2 separate regions of the Zea mays genome follow, and region 1 is linked to region 2. The links are chromatin contacts, called in public Hi-C maps. All regions are on one chromosome and are shown on one strand. The core of a region is the stretch at or near the end of the contact, and the rest is flanking DNA. Distances in the headings are between cores, read along the strand shown. Region 1 holds the start of LOC100279267. Region 2 holds the start of LOC100283973 (antiporter/ drug transporter/ transporter).

What was found. Hi-C and Micro-C count contacts between places; a contact is called where the count stands out from the background.
Region 1: a Hi-C map of leaf shows a contact between it and region 2, with 5 times the contacts expected there. The contact joins the promoter of LOC100279267 here to the promoter of LOC100283973 in region 2. A contact is called at or near these places in 12 of 25 Hi-C or Micro-C datasets (bundle sheath, ear, endosperm and 6 more) and 1 of 3 datasets of contacts at active chromatin or transcription factors (leaf).

What each region holds. Positions count from the first base shown.
Region 1 is chr3:147,672,881-147,676,130 of Zm-B73-REFERENCE-NAM-5.0, forward strand. LOC100279267 reads right to left here and starts at 1,381. Exons shown (of 7, transcript NM_001360957.1): 1 at 1,025-1,381; 2 at 322-330; 3 at 1-235. The coding sequence starts at 1,250. TRNAL-UAG (transfer RNA leucine (anticodon UAG)) reads right to left here and starts at 1,858; the gene lies at 1,779-1,858.
Region 2 is chr3:147,531,698-147,534,620 of Zm-B73-REFERENCE-NAM-5.0, forward strand. LOC100283973 (antiporter/ drug transporter/ transporter) reads left to right here and starts at 1,328. Exons shown (of 6, transcript NM_001156871.1): 1 at 1,328-2,346; 2 at 2,923. The coding sequence starts at 1,411.

The DNA of each region.
Region 1 (3,250 bases), core at 131-2,630, 140 kb after region 2:
TCGGTGTCGGCGCCGGTGTATATGATGGCAGGCCGGCCGCTCTTTAGGATGGTGGCTGAACCTGTCCAGCAGCCATTGATGTCGCTCGGAGTCGTCCGCTCTATCGCCGGCGCGAGCCGGATCCAGTTCACGAGATCTGTGGAGACCGAGTGCGCCCAGACTATGTTGCCCCAGAGCGAGCCGTTTGGGTTGTACTGGTAGAACTGGTGGTAGATACCATTGTAGTACATTGGTCCTGAAAATCAAGAGGAGCTTCTTCTACTGCAGTTTGGTATGTATGGAAGCAAGCGGTTGGTGTTTAATTTGAGATGCATAACATACCATTTGGATCTTTTTTTTTTGAGTCGTTGTTTGAAACGGTCCCCGATTCATTTGGATTTTTCAAGGACGGGAAAAGAATAAAAGATGATATCAGAAACTTGATAGGGCAAAGACCCTGAGTCCAAAACATGCTTTTCAGATGGTATCAGGAACTTGAAATGAAAATATAATCAGCATATATAAGACCAAACGGGGGCAAAGTGCATTTCCAGACAAATTTTCAGTTGGCCTGAATGCATTGCCTAACTGAAAACTTTAACACAATACTTCAGACTATGCCAATGTAGTGCGAAAAGGGAATAGCATCGATCCCTTTAGGTAAAACATTGCTATGACTTCACTAAAATGTAAAAGCAGTGCCATGAATGTGAGCCTTCACTAATATGTATCTTGGCTCTGTGCAGCATTCGGCAAGAACCAACAGAAAATTTGGCTCTGTGCAGCACAAGTATTGTGTAGCCTACCTACCTTCCCTTTCACATGTATACCATGAACACAGAGCTAGGCAACTAGGGAAATTAACCTCGCCAGTAATTTTTATTCAGAAAGAGAAGGGAGGTCAAACTCCCTCCAGTTAGGCAAAAAAAAAATCAGACGAACTTCCTTTTCCTTGATCCAGTAAAAGAACCTCGGATTACAAGGCATACGGAAAGTCAACAGAAGAGAAGAGAAGAGAAGAGAAGAGAAGAGAAGAGATGAGTACCGTTGATCCAGTTCTTGGGAGGCTGGAAGTGGTACGCGGTCCTGTACTTGCTGCTCACGATGGAGGAGACCTTGGGAGCCTGTGGATACAGGAAGACTCTCTGCGTGGCCTGCGCGACGCCACTCCTCCTAGTCCTCCTGCTGCTCCCAGGACCGGATCCGTCGTAGGAGAAAAGAACTAGGAAGAAGAGAAGGAAAGCACAAGGTCGGGCCATGGCCATGGCCATGGAGGAGCAAAGACAGAGATGGGGATGCAAGATTGGATGAGGTGACTTTGTTAACTCGACAAAGTGTTGAGAGGAGGGTCTCAGAATATTCAGAGGAAGACAGTGACTTCCAATTGGCTGCTGACCTGCTGTGGCCTGTGGCTGCTCACTTTGCATCCAGAACCTCGCTTTGTGGCAACATATCAGCTCAAAAATGAAAATGTGTGTATGGATCATTGGGGTTGTGTGTGTGTGAGAAAGAGAGAGAGAGAGAATCTGCTCCCTGCATTGGGCTTGGTAAGGGTTTATTGATCTGCATCTGCTATTTGCTGCTAATAAGATTAAGATGGTGAGGTAGCGTCGTTCTTGTCGTCTCCGTCTCAAGCTGATGATGGATGGACTATTCGCCGTTATGCCATACACAACGGGGAAGTTCTTTTATCTTAAAATTAAAATATTAGTACACCTTGGTGTAAGTATATATTTCATCAGAAGAGAATCAGTGAAAAATAATCAGAAGGGAATGAGCCAAAAAAATTCAAAAATATTTGACAGCTGTGGGATTTGAACCCACGCCCTTTCGGACCAGAGCCTAAATCTGGCGCCTTAGACCACTCGGCCAAACTGTCTTTGATGTATATGTTTTACTGTTTTTTATATGAATAAATAAATGTTCGATGGATCATTTCAAATCCACCATTTCGGGAGCATACACAGAAGCTGCCGACGTGTGTGGACCCTGGAGTACCACTGGTCGACGATGGCCACCAGAGCATGTAGCATCACGATTCACGATCCTGGCTGCCACTGCAACGTGTAGGATTTTCCTTTAGAGAGGACCAACACATATATATAACTATAGTTATAATTATAAATAATAGAATATATATATATATACTATAGTCACTAGTCATAACAATTAATACATATATGTGCTAAGTATATAATAAATACTAATTTGTTATTAGCTAACTTATTTATTTTAGCCATATATATATAACTAGAAAACAATTTTTTTTTGTTAGAGGGCCATGGGCCCCGCCAGCCCCCTTGTCTATGACACTGCTCAGTCTCGATTCACCTATGTCGCCTGCAATATCACATTTCGGCCTTGCACCACCACATCTAGGCTGCCACATCTCGGAGTGCATTGCCACGGCATCTCGGCTGCACACAGCCGTCGTGACCTCTATTTTTTTATAGGATCAATGTATCAGCTAGATGGGTGGATAGATGGTTTTAACTTAAAAGCATCGAGCGACTCAATTTAGCAATTAGAATATGCTAAAATTGTTTTACGACTACAAAATAAACCATAAGATTTGTAAATGTAAATGAACAAAAAACCGTTACAACGTTAAATTAAGATAGAGAATAATTCGTCGCAACGAGAGATAGGAATTGTTCGTGATATCGATGGCTTGTTGGTCACCCTTAATCCATTTTAAGGTGGATTCATTGTCTTTTAGTCACTCATCTACCAATAGTCCAATTCGTTTATGAGTCGTCTTCTATCAAATAACATCTCTAGCCTTAATTCCGCTAGAGTTGTTTTTCACCGCTCTAGCGACGCAAGCACAACTTCTCACAACTTTACTAGAGCCTCTTCACAATCTTCTTGAATAGCTTCACGGTGTATCACTACCAAATCGTCTAATGAGCAACAACCTCCAAGAGTAATAAACCAAAAACCTTGCTTGATGATCTCCCTAAAGCCTCAAAACTACACAACTGGTGCAATATACTAAATTTCTCTTGATCTCACTAGAAATCAACCCCAAGTGAATGTGAGTAAGAAGTCTATGAATGCTCAAAATGATCAACAAGTGATCCAAATGCTCAAGCCGGGATGCACACACCCGAGCACCCACTATTTATAGCCCCACTTCCCATAAGTAGATGTTAGATTACTTTTTTCGAGAATTATAGGCACTCACGGTCAATCCTAGTACAACTCACGAACAACTCACATTTGAAATCCAACGTCTATAATTTCAATTAAATACATGTCAGCCAACAAT
Region 2 (2,923 bases), core at 78-2,577:
ATAATTTTATTTGATAATCACTTTTAGTCACAGAATCACTTCTCTCAGACAATGACTTCTGACATTTCTCAGAAAATCACTTCTAACAGATAATTAGAATCAGTGAGAGCTCTACGAAACATGCTTTAAAGCGGGAGCTCTACCAAACAGACTATGAGTGTGTTTGGTTTGACTTTTGGCTTTGACTTTTGCCCCTCTAAAAGCCAAAAGCCAACCAAAGGGCTGGATCCAGGAAGCAGCTTTTTCTAAAAGCCGACTTTCTCGTAGTGCAAATCTAAAAGCACCCATGGACCTGCTTTTAGTGGCTTTTCGGATGGAACTGTGACAACATATATCGAAGAATTTTTAACAACTTTTAGTAGTTTCCACCAAACGGTTTTTAGCTTTTTAACAGCTTACATCAGCTTTTTCCACAGCTCACAGCAACTTTTTTCACAGCCACAACCCAACCAAACACACCCTATAAATGACTATGTACAACCATTTGAAACAAGTTAGAGGGTGTTTGGTTTCTAAGGACTAATGTTTAGTCCCTTCATTTTATTTCTTTTTAGTGTATAAATTGTTAAATATAGAAACTAAAATAAAGTTTTAGTTTCTATATTTGACAATTTTGGAATTAAAATGAATAAAATTTAGGGACTAAACATTAGTCCCTAAAAACCAAACACCCCCATAGTCGATCCCAGATCTCATACCCTTTGGTTAATAGGGACTGAAATAGTACTTGAAAAACGTTGGGGTTTCAGCTTACAAGGAGAATCTACTGAAAATACATTCTTGCTGAACTATCTGAGATCGAAGCTATTGCTCTGCTTGTGCATCGCGGTAAGTAGGTAACCACATGGAATTCTGATAGAATCGATTATCGTACCCAAAAAACATTGGAGTAAAAATATGTACACAAAAAAAGGTGCGTCACAGGAGTGTAAGCCCCGTTCTGTTAGTCCAATAGTGGACCAAGTGAATAACTGTGAGACAAAGTTGGCCATTTAACCCAGAGCCGGCTCCCTTTTAATTGGGCTCCACACGTGTCTCAGCCCCCCACCGAAGCAGGGAGAGCCAGCTCGTGGGCCGTACACGTGTCCGTGGGCGCATCGCTGCGCATTAAGGCCCGGGGACTTTCCAGGGCTTTGAAAGCCCGCTCACTTCATCCTGTGACGCGGCCAAGAATGCCACCACGCTCCTTATATACACGGTCTCATGTACCTGAACCGGCGATACGGGACTAATCGTCCTTGACTGGGAATGTGGCATGCTATGCCTGTGTCCACTCCCTCCCACCACCTCCACCATGGCCCGAAGCAGCTTATGGGCCGCTCATTCCCGCCGTTTATTCTTAGGGCTCTTCCTCAACTCTCGCACTGCCGCCGCCGCTGCTACGCCTACGCAACCGTCACCGTCATCCCCATGGCTTCCACGGCGACCACGCGCCGCCGGCCGCGGCGGGGTTCCAAGGGCCCCAACGCCGACCTCTCGCGCACCCTAACCGACTGCACCCGCCGCGGGGACGCGGCCGCCGCCATGGCCGCTTTCGACGCCGCCGTCGACGCTGACGCCGACGCCGTTCCCCGCCTCTCCGCTCACCAGTACAACCAACTCCTCCACCTCCTCGCCGCCACCGACCGCTCCTCCTTCCCCAGCCCCCCCGCCGCCGCCGCGCGCCGTGTCTTCGCCCACATGCTCCAGGCCGCGGCGCCGCCCTCCGAGGCCACCATAACCTCCCTCGCGCGCGTCATCGCCGCCGACCCGGCGTCGGCCGCCGATGAGGCGTTCGAGCTCGTGGCCACAATGAAGGACAAGTACGGCCTCTCCCCGCGCCTCCGCTCCTACGGCCCCGTCCTCGCGGCGTTCCGGCGTGCCGGGGAGGCCGCTAAGGCCTACGCTGTCGAGGCGCACATGACGGCCTCCGGCGTCTCGCCTGAGGAGCCCGAGCTTGCCGCGCTGCTGGATGTCAGCTCCAGAGCCGGGGATGCGGACAAGGTGTATGAGTATATGCATAAGCTGAGGCAAGCCGTCCACTGTGTCAGCGAGGAGACTGCCGGAGTTGTGGAGGCCTGGTTCAGGAGCGACGAGGCGGCAACTGCCGGCAAGCCTCAATGGGATGCCGCTCAGGTGAAGGACGCCATTGTGGCGAACGGTGGTGGCTGCCACCGCCTTGGGTGGCTTGGAACCGGCCCTTGGACGGTGCAGCGGGTAAGAGTTGGGGATGCTGATCAGTGTGGGGGATGTAGATTCCATCTCGCTTGCATTGACATTGACATGGAGGAGACACAGAGGTTTGCTGATTCCGTTGCTGGTTTGGCCCTCGAGAGGGAGACAAAAACAAATTTCAGCCGATTTCAGGTGCCCTCCCTCTCCCATTGCTGTGACCTGTGATTACTTACCTCTCAACTTTCTATGGCCCAATGGCTAAGGTTGGCATTCTGGTTATCTTACTGCCAACTGAAGTTGATTATTCATTTGCTAAATCACGAAGAATTAATATTATGGGGGGGAATAGACGGGAAGATGGTGCATTCTGCCATATTTTACAATTTACACTAACTACTAATGGTGATCTGATGTGTGCTTTAAGTATGTAAACATGATTGGGTGCTCAATGAGCCTATGTACATCAGAGGAATTAAGCCGAGGAATTGAGCCACATATTTGAGGCATCCTTGTGCACCTAGAAATTGCTTCCTGTTTTGCCCATCCTTCAGAGAAAACGGGGTTCTAACTGCTTGTTCATGTAGCTGATCCTAGATCCTAATAACTAGACTAAGCTGTCGCTTATAACTTGTGTTATAGCTAATGCATTGCAGTCGTATGACAATAGATCTTGCTTATTGATGTAACTTTGTTTATTAGGTTCTTCCTATATTAGAAACAATACCCATTTGTGAACATAATCTCACATGCTCATTATGACTGTTATAGG